Linked DNA regions of Mus musculus: all the other regions are linked to region 1. Evidence: chromatin contacts called from public HiChIP or PLAC-seq and promoter capture Hi-C data. All regions are on one chromosome and are shown on one strand. The core of a region is the stretch at or near the end of the contact, and the rest is flanking DNA. Distances in the headings are between cores, read along the strand shown. Region 1 holds the start of Sall4 (spalt like transcription factor 4). Region 2 has its middle 30 kb from the start of Gm46787. Region 3 holds the start of E130018N17Rik (RIKEN cDNA E130018N17 gene). Region 4 holds the start of Adnp (activity-dependent neuroprotective protein). Region 5 has its middle 22 kb from the start of Mocs3.

What was found. Promoter capture Hi-C pulls out the DNA fragments that hold promoters and counts their contacts. HiChIP or PLAC-seq counts read pairs in DNA pulled down with a chosen protein or histone mark.
Region 2: an H3K27ac HiChIP or PLAC-seq map of stem cell-derived epiblast-like cells shows a contact between it and region 1, with 7 times the contacts expected there. The contact joins the enhancer-like site here to the promoter of Sall4 in region 1. A contact is called at or near these places in 1 of 39 promoter capture datasets (embryonic stem cells), 3 of 484 Hi-C or Micro-C datasets (cerebellum and embryonic stem cells) and 7 of 115 datasets of contacts at active chromatin or transcription factors (embryonic stem cells, stem cell-derived epiblast-like cells and stem cell-derived neural progenitor cells).
Region 3: a promoter capture Hi-C map of embryonic stem cells shows a contact between it and region 1, with 2.5 times the contacts expected there. The contact joins the promoter of E130018N17Rik here to the promoter of Sall4 in region 1. A contact is called at or near these places in 1 of 39 promoter capture datasets (embryonic stem cells), 2 of 115 datasets of contacts at active chromatin or transcription factors (both in embryonic stem cells) and 1 of 9 other capture datasets (embryonic stem cells).
Region 4: a promoter capture Hi-C map of second pharyngeal arch cranial neural crest shows a contact between it and region 1. The contact joins the promoter of Adnp here to the promoter of Sall4 in region 1. A contact is called at or near these places in 7 of 39 promoter capture datasets (cranial neural crest, embryonic stem cells, frontonasal cranial neural crest and 3 more) and 4 of 115 datasets of contacts at active chromatin or transcription factors (embryonic stem cells, epiblast stem cells and extraembryonic endoderm stem cells).
Region 5: a contact with region 1 is called in an H3K27ac HiChIP or PLAC-seq map of epiblast stem cells, with 3 times the contacts expected there. The contact joins the enhancer-like site here to the promoter of Sall4 in region 1. A contact is called at or near these places in 1 of 39 promoter capture datasets (cranial neural crest), 7 of 115 datasets of contacts at active chromatin or transcription factors (embryonic basal ganglia, embryonic forebrain, embryonic hindbrain and 4 more) and 1 of 9 other capture datasets (embryonic stem cells).

The regions. Positions count from the first base shown.
Region 1 is chr2:168,765,839-168,768,510 of GRCm38.p6, forward strand. It overlaps Sall4 (spalt like transcription factor 4), which reads right to left and starts at 1,363. Exons shown (of 4, transcript NM_175303.4): 1 at 1,074-1,363. The coding sequence starts at 1,191. Gm14261 (predicted gene 14261) reads left to right here and starts at 305. Exons shown (of 2, transcript NR_166178.1): 1 at 305-406; 2 at 944-2,272.
Region 2 is chr2:168,113,796-168,116,467 of GRCm38.p6, forward strand. No RefSeq gene overlaps it. Among named protein-coding and RNA genes, the nearest start is that of Gm46787, 30 kb to the right of the region's middle. Within about 2 kb of position 1,331, at least 104 of the 459 cell types and tissues checked have an H3K27ac peak or open chromatin away from gene starts, as enhancers often do. A contact at or near this core is called in embryonic stem cells and stem cell-derived epiblast-like cells, where this site is marked.
Region 3 is chr2:168,153,163-168,155,834 of GRCm38.p6, forward strand. It overlaps E130018N17Rik (RIKEN cDNA E130018N17 gene), which reads right to left and starts at 1,351. Exons shown (of 2, transcript NR_040327.1): 1 at 1,192-1,351; 2 at 1-589.
Region 4 is chr2:168,205,782-168,208,453 of GRCm38.p6, forward strand. It overlaps Adnp (activity-dependent neuroprotective protein), which reads right to left and starts at 1,331. Exons shown (of 4, transcript NM_009628.3): 1 at 793-1,331. The region is part of intron 9 of Gm20716 (predicted gene 20716); the gene reads right to left.
Region 5 is chr2:168,251,687-168,254,358 of GRCm38.p6, forward strand. No RefSeq gene overlaps it. Among named protein-coding and RNA genes, the nearest start is that of Mocs3, 22 kb to the left of the region's middle. Within about 2 kb of position 1,370, at least 47 of the 459 cell types and tissues checked have an H3K27ac peak or open chromatin away from gene starts, as enhancers often do. A contact at or near this core is called in embryonic limb bud and epiblast stem cells, where this site is marked.

The DNA.
Region 1 (2,672 bases), core at 113-2,612:
AGGGGGACTCCCTCCTCCCAACGTTCCCGGTTTCTTCGGCGACAGCACGGCGGGCAGGGACGAGGGGCTCGCCCGCAGCTCCCGGCCGCGCTGAGGTCCTGAACTCCGTGGAGGCTCAGGCCGGGTCAGCCGCAACCCGACCTCTCCCCTTTCACCTCCCGGGCGTGTGCTGAGCAGTGCCGCCCGGGGGATCCGTGCAAAAAAATAAATAAAGGAGCGGGGGTGCGCCCCAGAGGGGGTGACCATGCACCCGCTGCCCGGGCCCCGGCCCGCACCCTCCCGCTGGCCGCGGTTATTTTTAGATAGTCGGAAATCAAAGATGGCTGGAGGTCAGGCCCCGAAAGGTTAGGGCGAGGACCGGCAGCAGGCGCCGTAGCCCCCGGGAAAGGCGGAAAGAAAAAAAAAGGTAAACAAAATATCTAAAATTACAAAAAAATAAAAGTTCCCTTCCTCCGAAAGGGAACTAAGCCCAACAGCCTCCCCCGCCCTCTGCGCTGTGCGGGTGGCCCGTACCCCGGCCTGGGGGTGGGGAGAGGTCGCGCCCCCTCCCCCCACTCGGCCTGGGAGGGGCGCGTGCAACAGATCGCCCTCCTCGGGGGGTCCCCCAGAGGTGCGCCCCTCCCCCAGGGGCCCCCAAGAGGGTAGTAGAGAGGGTGGGGAGACTTGGGGGTCTCTTTCTTTTAAAAGCGGCGCCACTAGAGAGGGGGTGAAGGAAGCCCAAGTTACCGGCGTAGGTGGGTGCTTATGTATCCAAAGGAGGGAAACCAATTATGGGACTGTGGACGAGGAGAGAGAAGTTGGAGGGAGAGGCAGAATGTGGAATCAACTTTACAATAAGAGGGAGAAAACTAGGGGGATTTGCAAAGGGGTGGGCGGGTTGAGGCTCCCTCCGAGGTGGGGGATTGAGGCTCCCTCCCTCCGCATCTCTCCTTTCCTGGAACAGAGTCCGGAATCCCCATTCCAGAATCGGCTCCCGGAACCCGCGCCCTCGAGGGACGCGCGGCAGTGCTAGGAGCGCCCTCCCGGGACGCACGGACAGTCGGGCGCACGGACGTGGCCGCAGCCGCACTCACCGGGTTCCTCCGCCGCCAGCGCCTCGGCGAGGTCGGGGCTCGGTAGCTGCTGAGGCTGCTCGCCCTGGCCCTCCTCCCAGTTGATGTGCTGGGGCTTCGCCTGCTTGCGCCTCGACATGGTGCGCGCATTGGGGCGCCGGGAAGAGCCCTGGTGACTTGCCCCCTCTCCGCCACCAATTCCTGGAGTTGGGAAATTTTAGCCCCCTTCGGCCGAAACGCGCATGTCCCAGTAATTATTATTATCAATAATGCATTGCGATTTATCATGAGCTCTGACAGCTGATTGGCCTGGGTCCAAGACCTCAGAGATCATTTAAATAAGCCCTCATTGATCAGGGAGGGGAGAGGCATGCTGGGCCTTGTAGTCCGGCCCTACATGTGACAAAGGCGTGTTCATCTAGGAAGCATAGCTAATTAGCATCCGGGCTCAGATTGGCCGAGGCGTGGATCGACTTGGAGGTGGGGGGAATCATCCTTGCGGCCACTATCCGAATTCTGAGACGGAAAAAGGAAAATTGGTTTATTGAAAATCAGGGCTGGACATGAAAGTTCTAGAACCGATGTATCTCGGTTACGCGCTCCACAAAATTATTGTAGTAATTGGCGTAGTTGATAACTACCAGCTGAGAAAGGTCTTTCCGCTCACAGAAAAATAAGTCGGTTCAACTTTTCCCTCTAAAATCAAACCTGAACAAGAGACTCGAGTCCCTTTTCAATTTTCTTTTTACGGAAATGTTAAAACTGCGTTTTGAAGTGGCCGGTGGTACCTTCTGTCCATCCCACCTCCCCATCTTACCTAATTTCAAGCTCTTCCGAACCCACCAGGGTTTGCATCCTTAAAATGCTGAGTAATACTCGCGGGATTCATATTCACGAGCCAGGATTTGTTGTAAACTTCCTGGATTTTCGGAAGCACTTCTAAACCACTGTCTGCTAACTGTAGAAAGGGCAGATGAAAAGCAAACTTGCTAGAAAACAATTCCAGAATAGCAAGTGGTTGCAGATTCTATCCCTAAAGCTGTTCAGGGCTCCCAAAAGGTACGAGGGTGTTTGTACTTAACTGCTTTCTAGAACACTGCAATACAGAACTGACTTACAGAAAAGCCACTTCCTCCTGAAGTTGTGTGGTCCTGATTCGGGAATGCCTAGAATTTCCTAAAAGGGTGTGTATGGATATAAAAATTTATTTCTCAAATCTACCTAAGTTTAATTGGCTAACTTCCTTGCAACAGTGTCTGAGCTCAGTGTTGAAGAAGTTCAACTAACTGGCCAGCCCCCTCTGTGGCCTTCCCATGGGACCTGTGGACAGCTAGATCCTTATTTGACTTTGCCTTCATTATGAGAGACTGGGCAGACATCAGCCTCTCCTCCATCTTTCTGCTTTGCATTTTCTTGATTAGCTATTTGTCGTTTCCTGCTTCTGAGAGGCTGGTGAGGAAGGAAGCGGGAAACAGGAGCCTGACCTCATGAGCATGCTCACCTGTGCCTGTGGACAACCCAGAGCTGAATAAGTCAGCTGGACCACAGGTTTGATATGCGTAGCTAGCACTGAGCCCTTACAGAAATGCCTGCTTTCCAGTTCTGGTCTTTCTTCTGCAA
Region 2 (2,672 bases), core at 81-2,580, 650 kb before region 1:
CCCCTCAAAATCCACGCCAACTGATAAACTTCCTCCAGCAGGGCTGTGCCTCCTAAAGGTTCCATAGCTCCCACCACAGTGCCACCAACTGGAGAACAAAGTGTTCATGAGCCTGTGGGGGAGGGGACCCTTTGGTGATGTCGTCCCTCCTCCCTGTGGCTGCATGGAGCCCTTGCAGTTAACTGCCCATCCTCTATATGATCTTTTCTTTTCTTGTTTCCTTTTCTTTCCCCAAACAAGGTTTCTCTATATACTCCTGACTATCCTGGACTTGCTTTGTAGACAAGGCTAGCCCCAAACTTACAGAAATCCACCTGCCTCTGCCCCCTGAGTGCTGGGTTTAAATGTGTGTGCCACCATTCCTGGCTTCTACACACTCTCACTGATTAGCTATGAAGATGACCACAATGCTCAATCTCTCCAGGCCTGTTTCCACCTCCATTCAATGGAGACATTGCAGGGCTGATGTTCACGCTGGTGTGATGGGAACCCAGCAATCTGGGAATAGTGCCCGGCACACAGTGACACACACTTGGGCCACCAACGTGATGACACTTGCAGAGCCTAGAAGTGCCACAGCTGAGCAAGCCCAGAACCTGGCACAAGGGACTAACTCCAGTGTCATCCAAAACTCAAAGCTAAGGCCACATCCCACAGCAACTAACTCACAGTGTCAGGATTCCACCTGAACAAGGTCTGTAGCCAACAATTCCTGGGAATTACATGATGGAAGGAGAGAATGGACACCCTCCCCACACAAAAATGTCCTGATTTTCACACGTGTACGTACACACACACACTCCTCCCCTCCCCCAACAATACGTAAATCCAATGAAAGTTTAAATACACACATAAAAAAAGAATTTTCACTGTGTTCACAATTTGTGTGTTTCTCCTCTCTTTGAAATAGGATCATATATGTATCAAGGCCTCAAACTTGATATGTACCCTAGAACGTCCTTGAATCTCCGATTCTCCTGCCTCCACCTAAACCGGGGGCATAACTGTCCTGCACCACCGCAGGCAGGGCTTAGGCCTGGATGCTGAAAGGCAGATCGACCACTGTGTGCCATGAGGTGAAGCCCAAAGATGCGGGAATGGAAGGACGTGACCTGGGGCCCAGCTCAGGGTTCCCGGGAGTCTCCACGCTGGGCAGAGGCTGGGCAGGCACCCCCAACTCCCCCCTACACACACCCCACTTATCACCACCCCACCCCCACTCCCATCTCCAGGCCTTGCTGGGGCCCCGCCCCCACCCACAGAGACCTAGTCTAAAACCGGCTGCAGTTCTAAGACAGCTTGGGCGCCAGAGGGAGCTCCAAGGGACTGGACTGGCTTCTTCCCGCAGCTGGTTCAAACTGGTTTGGGCAGGGTGCGGCCTCTGCAGGCTGCATTCCAGGCCTCTGGCTAGCAGCGCATTCCAGGCCTTTCCAGGACCACTTGGGGTAGAACCTGGGGACCATAGCCTTGAGTCCTCTAAGAGGCTAGACCCTGTGCGAATTCAGCTCTTTGTTTAAAATCTTTCCTGCGGCCTTGGGCAGGGTCCTTGGCTTAGGACCTTCACCAGGTGAAGCCCTGAGTGGGGGTGTGTCAAAACCAATTAGTGACTGACTTGGTAGAAAAAGGGCAGGACAGCTCCCCATTTCTCCTGGGTCCCCAGTTCAAAAAGTGGGTTGGGACACGGGATTCCAGAAACACAGTGATTTCTGGCTTCCCAGATCCTTTAGAGTGTGACAACTTCTCCAGAAATTGACAATTTCCCTAAGCCTAGCCCGGGCTAACTTCAAACATACAGGTACCAGGGAATCACCTCAAACCTTGATCCTCCCGCCTCTCCCTCCCAAAAGTACTCTTAAAGTTTGGTTATAACGAACTTCAAAGAAACTGGCCTTCCAGATATCCAAACCTTTAGTGCACTCTCCCCAACTTCCTCTCTCACCCCCAAATTACCACCTTGCTGAATGAAACTTCAATCCAGTTCCCGCCTTTCCTAGGCCTCATGGCCAGGCTACAGCTGAACCAACGCAGTATAGGCAGCGCCTGGTGACCATGGGACACCCTGCCAAGCCTCAGCCCTCGCTCACCTCCCCTAGCCTTTCTTCTGGTTGTCCACCCAGTGGCTTTTGCCACTCAGTGCTGCTGGCCAACCAAGGCCAGCCTGGGCTCTTCCAGCAGTTCCCAGCCCTGGCAGGCTTGCTAGAGGGGGGTGGGGGTGGGGGTGACTCGTGAAAGAACTCAGAACTAGACATGTCATAGCTATGATGGATGAATGGATGGATGGATGGATGGCCATGTGTGGTCTCAGTGGATTCCCTTTCTAAGTGCCTGGTACCCAAGGCACTGCCAAGAATTTCCCAGAAGATGCTGGGCAGAGAGCTGGAGAGTCTGGATGGATGTGGAAAATCAGTCACACTTCCAGAAGTGGGGAGCCAGCAGCCCCAGGGCACGCAAAAGCCAGATGGAGCCAGTTTAGATTGCTCTGGAGGGTTGTCAGATAGAAGATGAACTCACACACACAGCAGGGAAGGATCAGGGTGGTGGGTATTTATTTCCAACCCTAAGACCAGCCCGTTTAAAAATAAACATAATATTTTAAAAGGCATCAGCTAGAAATTCAAAACTAGACTATGGTCTGGTCCTCTCCCCTTTGAGCTTCCCCGTTTGTATTGGAA
Region 3 (2,672 bases), core at 101-2,600, 610 kb before region 1:
AGTTTGGGCCCCTTGTCCAATCAAAGGAGAGAAAAGAAACCCAGCCTTAGGTCAGTGGAGCAGGGCTCTGGGGAACGGAGCCTGAGGAGCAGGCCAGAGCTTAAGCCGCACACAAGAGCATCCCACCTGAAGACTGTTCCAGTCCGTGTGAAGGGAGCTTTGAGCCAGGCCTGTGCCCCCTCAGGTCTGCAGGAGACCATAGCTGATGTCTGCAGCCAACCTGGGTCTGCCCTCAGCGCCATGTGCCCAGAGGCTCAGTAGCTCACTAATTTGTTGTTAACCACTGTTTGTTTCCTGCCAAGCCAAAACATCTTGTTCATGAGGTTTTACCTTGATGAATTTTCTCCATGAGAGGTACTTTCCAGTGAAGGAAGGATCCAGGACTCAGGGCAGAGGCTGTCCATGCAGCAGGCAGTCTGGCTATGGTGGCCTAGACTGGCTTTTCACCTTAATCCAGCAGGGCTAGAAGAGACCAGGAGGCCAGGTGGTCCCAGGAAAACTAGTCAGGGGCCCTGGTGGCAGAAGGGACACTTTGCCCACAGCAGAGCAGGCATGAGACGGAACTGCAGGGAGACGGGAACAGATTCTCCTGTTTGGGAAAAAGCTGGACGTCAGACATTTTTTTATTTTTGAAACAAGGTCTTGCTTTGCAGCCCTGGCTGGCCCAGAACTTGGCATGTAGACCAGGCTGCATGTTGGCCCCGCAGCAAGGCTTAGCCTGGGTATACTGGTACACTCCTGTAATCCCAGCATTTGGGAGGAAGAGGCAGGAAGATCAGAAGTTTCAGGTCAGCCTCAGATTAGCTAGAGATGACCTTTAACTCCTAATCCTCCTGCCCCTGGCTCTGCCCCTTCAGAGGCCTCTGAGATCAGATGCATAGAATGAGGGACATCTGTCCATCAGGTTGTACTAGCTCCAGCCCAGACTTCCCAGCTCTTAGCTTTGGCCCCTGATTCTGACGTCTTATAAAAACTCCAGAGACAGGTGACTCCACTTTACAAGGAAGGAGCTCTAGGCTCAAAGACCTCACAGTGTCCCTCTCCCTGCCTGTGTTCTGTCTGGGTGGACCATAGCCTCTGTCCTACCCATGGTGACACGTGGGCGAAAGGATCTGACCCCAGCTATGAAGTCCCAGAGGGACCCTGGGTAGGATCCCTCGGCTACCATCTACCCAGTTACATTTCCAGTACCTGCAGAGGGCACGTGCTCTTCCTCAAGGTTGTGCACCCAGTAGGTGCTCAATACATTCCAGAGATATCTGACCTTCCAGCTCTGTTTGGCTCTCTGTCTGACAGCAGAGAGCTGACAGAGAAGAAATGGCGGCTGTAGGGAATGCTGCCCTGCCCTGGCTGGCCTGTAGGGGTCGTCCTTGGGTGCTAGGCTTGGAGTCCCTCCCTTCCCCACCCCCAGCCAGCAGGAGAGAGGCTTAGCTGGGCCTCCTCCCCCAGCGGGGGGCCCCAGGAGGGCCATGGGGAGGAGCCTGCCTGGCTGGAGCTGGGAGGGCTCTTGCTGAAACACAAAGCAGCCAGGGGAGGTTCCAGGCGCCTGCTGGCAGCTCTGAACCGGCTTCTTTCTCTTCCTGCCTTCAGCAGTCCTGGTGGTAAAAACGCCGCATGACAGATGGCTAATACCGAAGCAAAGATGGAGGCCGAGTCCCACACCTCCCCAGCACCCAGCCTCCTACACAATCATGCTTTTGTGTGTGTGTGTGTGTGTGTGTGTACACGCTCATGCCAAGGCAGCAAGCATACCTGTAGTGGTCAGAGTACAAGAGGTCAAATTGTTTCTGGGTTTTTGTTTTGTTTTGTTTGTTTGTTTGGTTGGTTGGTTTTTTGGAGAATCTTGTGTAAGACCAACTGGGTTGGAACTCTTGTTTTGTAGACCAGGGTGGTCACTTGCCTCTTCTTGCCAAATTTTGGTATTAAAGGTAAGCACCACCCTGTCTGGCTTAGAGAGCAGTTTATGGGCATTGGATCTTTCCACCATGTGAGTCCCTAGGATGGTGGAACCATTTGTCAGGCTTAGCAGCAAGCACCTGTACTCACTGAGCCATCTCATTGGCCCTGACCTGTGTTTTCAGATGGTTGTGTTCATGTTAAAGCTTTGGGGAGAGTCAGTTGGATTCTCATTATGACCGTGAGACGTTTTTATTTGGTGGTGGTGGGGTGTTTGTGTAGGCATAATGAGAAGCACCCCAACTTATTTGGTGGGGACACACTCAAAATTTCCTTTTCGCAAATCTGTGTCGTCCTCTGATGTCTGGGGCTTGTATGGTGACATGATTAATGGAACCTGCCTCTACTCCTGGGATCCCAAGAGCATCCAACCCAGGAGTGACAACCTGGAAGCTGTCCAACACAGCCAGATGCCCCTTGAAGGCCCGATGTCTGTCCTGGGTTATCAGATGGAAGATGGCTGTGGATAGTGGCCCAAGGCCAAGGGGTCCACCCTGTCTCCTCTGAGCTATCTGTGGTAATTTCCAGAAGGAACCCTGAGCTTCAAGCTCAGTAGGTAACGGCCTTGCCTAAGGAGCCTGAGCACCTGAGCTCTGTCCCTTGACCCCGAATTTCAAAAGCAGGGTGTGCAACCAAGTATGACCTTGTACGAGGCAAGTAAAACAGGGGGTTCAGGAGCTTAAAGTCACCCTCAGTGACATAGCAATCTCAAGACC
Region 4 (2,672 bases), core at 81-2,580, 560 kb before region 1:
TTTGTCTGTGAAATGGGGTTATGACAAGAACTGTCCAGAGGACCTGGTGACTGGAAGAACACTGAGAAGACACTTGGGGTGTGTGGCAGGGAGTGAGACTAAAATGAGTATTAGACTTCTTGGAGAGAAGAAGAGAAGCAATCGCGCCTTTTCTAGCAGACAGGCATCCAGGTTGGGGGTAGGGTGGGGAAGGGAGGAGAAGGACAGGCAGCTCAGAGGAAAGAAGAGGCGAATAAGAGGGTGCTCAAAGAACTACTCCCCATTCATTGCATTCGAAAAAAATTCTTTCCGCGGCTTTCTGGATTTCCATTTTCTGACTGCAAAGTTGATCAGAAAGCTCTAAAGAGGGAGTGCTGACCAGGTAGCCCAGATTGAAAGCAGGGCCGGTGAGGGGCTGTGGTGGTTAGGATGGGAGGGAAACTGGCATGTTGTTGGGGAGGCAAAGACTTTCACCCTCTGCCATGCACGCTCCCCGCCCCCCAGGCCTTTCCCCCCTTTCCAAGCCTAGGGTGGGCAGACCTGGCAGAAGGCTGGTTCCGGGGACTGGGGGAGGGCGGGAGGGGATTAGTTCTGAGGACGAGAGAGCGAGCGGGGTTCGGCTGGGGGCGGGGTGGGTGCGGGAAGATGCCACTAGCCGCAAAAGCCCATGGTGGCCGGCCGGCAGCCCCGCGGGGCGGAGAAGGGGATCGGGCTGCAGGAGGGCTGCGGCCGACTGGGGTTCGAGGCGGTGTGTGCACGCCGAGCACAATGACCGCGCCCGGGATCGGCGGCGGGCAGGGCCGCGGGGCTTACCTTGGCTCGGCCTCGAGGCGTGCGCGGGGCCGGCGTGCTCTAGAGCACGGCGGCGGGTGGACGGCGGCACGGCGATGGCGGCGAGGACGCGCCCGGGGCCTCGTCGCGCTCGGGCTCCGGCTCGAGCCGCGGCCGCGGCTGCTGCCGGGGGGCGCGGCGGGCGCAGCAGAGCGGCGGGCGGCGGCGCGGGCAGTGCAGACAAAGGAGGGGCGGAGGGCGGCGGAGGGCGTGGGGCCGCGGCTTCACCGTCGCGGGCGGGCAGGCGGGCGGCGACGGCCGCGCGGCTCCTCGGCGGCGGAGACCGAGAGAGGGAGCTGTGGCTGAGGCGACGCCAAATCCCCCCCGAGCGAGCGCGGCTGGAGGGGGAGGGGGCCAAGATGGCGGCGGGCGGGCGCTCAGCTCATGGGTCCCGGCGGCGGCGGGTAGACCGGACGGGTGGCGGCGGCGGCGGCGGGCGGGGGAGGGGGCTGGTCCCGCGTCTCCCCTCAGCAGACAATACAAGCGCCTCAGAGCAAGTCCCCGAACCTGCCCTAGCCAAAATGGCGGCCGAGAAAGAGCGGAAGTGACGTAAGCGACTCATTAGCATAAGAGGACTCATTGTCCAGCTGGGGGGGGGCGGGGGCCATGGACCCCCTACTCGGCGACCCCCCCCCAAGGGAGAGCTCTTCGGTCCTCGGCTGCGGCGACACCCACTTTCCTTATGGCAGGGTGGCCCCAGCCCCCCCCAGCCTCTCCTGGGTGAGATTATATAATCCCCACTGAGGGGAGCTCTCGCGAGAACGTGGAGGCTTTGCCATTGCCCCACTAGGAGGCGCCGTGGATAATGGCCGCACTGCGCTCCTGGGTGCCTTCCTCTGACCGCAGCGCCGCCGGCGGAGGCAGAAGTAGCGGGCCGCAGCACGCCTCGACAGTCAGTCAGGTGGCTGCACTGGGGATCCCTGCGCGGGCCCATCTGGGCCTGAACTACATCTGGCAGGAGGGCGCCTGGGGCTGCCCAAGGCCCACGTGCTCAGAGTCAGCTCTCCCAAGCTGGAGGCAAAGCCAAGGGTTGAGCCTGCTGCCTCCTGCCTTTAATGAGGTGTGATGCCCTCGTGTTCCTCCCATTTTTTGAGATGACACAGCTCTGAGGCCATGTCAGCTCTTCTAGTGAACTGGTATGGGATAGACAGGGACTCAGCTTTTCACTTCTGCTGTTCCTTGGACTCAAGTCATTCCTTCAAGTCATCAGATGGCCACTTACCATTGACTCAAGGAAAAAAAAAGTGGGATTTGTAGAGTTGAGGCCATTGGATTGTCAATGGCTAAGGATGAAAACGGTCTGGCACTCACCCACAATTCTGGTATGTGACAGCACCTGCACTGTTGGCTTTGTAACTTTGGATCATCCCCAACCAACATACCATGTCAACATCAACAGCCTCGGTCCACTTTAAAGGAACAGTAGTTACCCTACCGTAGATAAGGATGGCTAAAAGCTCTACAAAGTAGCAAGTGCAGTTGTGAAGGATTGGCCACCCCTCCCCCAACATGAGGTCTCTACAAAGTTGCAAATTTTGAAAGAATCAGACTATATATACAGACAGCTCAGTGTCTAAGGGTTTGGTTGGGAAGTTGAACAAACTTCCACCTAACATTTATTTTTTGCAATTATTAGAACATATATTTAAACCCCTAATCAATAGCTCAACAATGTAAAACAAGGAATAGAAACTATTTAAAAGGAGGTGGGGCTGAGGCTAAGGCCTTTCATCAAGGAGTAGAGATGGGGAAGCACACAATGCAGAAGACAGGCAGGCTGTGTGAATTCATCTCTACTGTTCTCCTCAGACACTGGGTTTCATGCAGTGATAGCACAGGTATGAAGAACATCTGCATTGCAG
Region 5 (2,672 bases), core at 120-2,619, 510 kb before region 1:
GTCCTCTTACCTTGAAGTGAGCAGTCCTGCTCCCCATCTCCCTCACCCCCCAATTCTAGCCATGGCTTTGCAACAGGCTTAAAGCTACGGGCCACATAGTATGGATGAAAACTTCTGAAATCATGAGCAGAGAGAGACCGTCCCTCCTCCAAGCTTGTCCTCTGAGGTGTTTGGTCTGAGTGTGGGATGCTGACTTACATAGTGAGAAGACTGGCCCTGTGTACCGACTTGACCATAAAGGGACCCGCAGGCATTTGGATGCGACCCACCTCAGCCTCAGCAATGGCTTCCAGCCTCCTGCCTCCACACACTCATATGCTGACTACAGACCTGTGCTGGCTTCCTCAGTAAACTAGGGACAGCGACTGTACCTGTAGAGTTAGGTGTAACCAGCCTGCTTCCTGTTGCTATGAGAAAATTCCCTGAAGTTGGCTCTTATATCTTGAAAAGAAATTATTTGGCTTTTAGTTTTGGAGGTTCAAGGGCACGGTGCCATCATGGGCTATGTTCAGAGGAGAGACCCACGTGGCTAGGTCACACCTTGGTGGATGGCATCATGCCAACTGTATGTGGAAGACGGAGAGATCACACGGTAAGGAGGTCAGAGAGGAGGGGTGGGTCAGACCTGCTCTTTATAACGCTTCATTCCTATGGGAATTGAATGGGGTCTCATGAGAGCTGCTATAGCCCTGCTAAGGGAAGACCCCGTGACCTACACACTTCTAGGAGCTACTGCTTCACAAGATGGCGACTTGGAGGACCAAGTTTTCTGCCCATTAGTTCCTTGGAAATAAGTCACACCCAAGCAGCATTCCTTATCCCAGGCAAAGTGACCTTTGAGGATTTTGTAGCTTGAGTACCCTGTTGTGGTTTCTGTTTGGTCTGTGAATCAGGAAGGGAGGCCAAAGATGGGGCTAAAGGCTTGTTCCTGGCTGCAACTACGTGTTTCTCTCTTACTACAGCTTCTGCCAGGCAAGTGTATGATTCAGTAAACGCCATCGTTGTGGTCTAGAACAGAATTCCTCTATACACCTGGCCTTTACACTTAGTCACTTGGTGCAATGTCAACCTCTCTCCACAGAGGGCGATAGAGAGGCATTGTGTGCTTTCAGACCACAGGTACCTCCCACCCCCCATCCCCTGGATATGGGCCGTTGCCACCTCAGGTCCTCATTGATTGGCTCAGGGTTGGTCACATGGTTAAGCCTTTCTGGTCAGAGCAAATCTCAGGGCTTAGGGGTTATCTTAGTTCTTTGTTTTTCCTCTTAGATTTGGTCTTGAGAAGGTGAACGTCTGGGCCTGTGGCAGCCATGCCATCACCATGAGTCTTGAGCTGTCAGTGATCGACGTGAGGAACGCAAGAGTGGATGAACACGGTGGAAATTGTAAAATTGGCGGGATTCCTCACGGCCTGTGGCACCCCGCTGTGTGAGAGGCTGGTGCAGGACCACGGGCGTTTCAATTGTATGAACTTAAAACTGACTCGTTTTCAAGTTAGCTCTCTCATCGCAACCTTTCTCCTTTAAAGCAGTTTTAGGACACTTGGGAACAGAGTGGTCCTTCCCAAACCAGTAGTTTTGGAAACAGTTGCTACTTCCTCTGACAAGCACTTTACAGTGAATCTCACTTTCCTTCATGTCCCCACCTTTTGGTCCTTGGAGAAGAGTCTCCATGGCCCGCCCCCTTTCTTCCTCCTTCCTCCCTCCTCCCTCCTCCCTCCTCTCCCTCTCCCTCTCCCTCTCCCTCTCCCTCTCCCTCTCCCTCTCTCTCTCTCTCTCTCACACACACACACACACACACACATACACATACACACACACACACACACCTTCCCCTCTCAATCGCTAAGAGGACACACACGCTCTAACCACTACATCCTTTACGAGATGCGGGGGCTTGAACCTAGAACGTCATGCGTGCTAGGCAAGAGCTCTGCCAACCGAGCTCCAGATCTAGTCTGTTACCTCTCTTTTCCATATGAGAAAATACTGCTTAGAGAAGTTAAGTAAGCAACTCAAGGCCACCCAGCTCCCGAGGGGCAGAGGTAGGGCCACTCAGCCCCTTCATATACCGCTGTGCTTAGCTTCATAGAGGAGAGACTCCAGGGGTCAAGGAGGGAGGGGGTATGGGTAACGGGTAAGGGGGGGAGAATGGGGGCAGGGGGAGATGGGTAGCGGTGGGGGTATGGGGGAGGGGTTGGAAGAACATAACTGGGAGGCTGAGTAACAGAGAGAGGCCGAGCAGCTTGTCTTCTAAGTGCTAATGAAAAGCTCTCAGGTTGCTTTTGCCAAGTCTGCTATTGAGGTGTGAACATGCATCGGCAATTAGCAGCTGGGGTGCCAGCAGATGGAGCATGCGTGAAAGCCTTCATGGTGCCATGAAAACTCAGCTGAAGCTGACACTGGTGCCCCTCCCGGCCCTCACCCCCGCCTCTCTGCTGTTAGGTGACCAGACCTTCCACTGTGGCTGTCTGCTCCTGGAGCAACAGTTAAGAGTACCCTTGACATCTGCTACCCCTCGGGCATTTCCTGAGGACCACACCCACTGTTGCTTCCTCCAGTTTCATAGACCTATCGCCAATGTCGGCCAATAGAATCTGTTCTTCAGAACTGGACCTTCAACTGAGCAGGGTGGCTCTCCACTGTGATCCTAGCATTTGGGAGGTGGAGGAA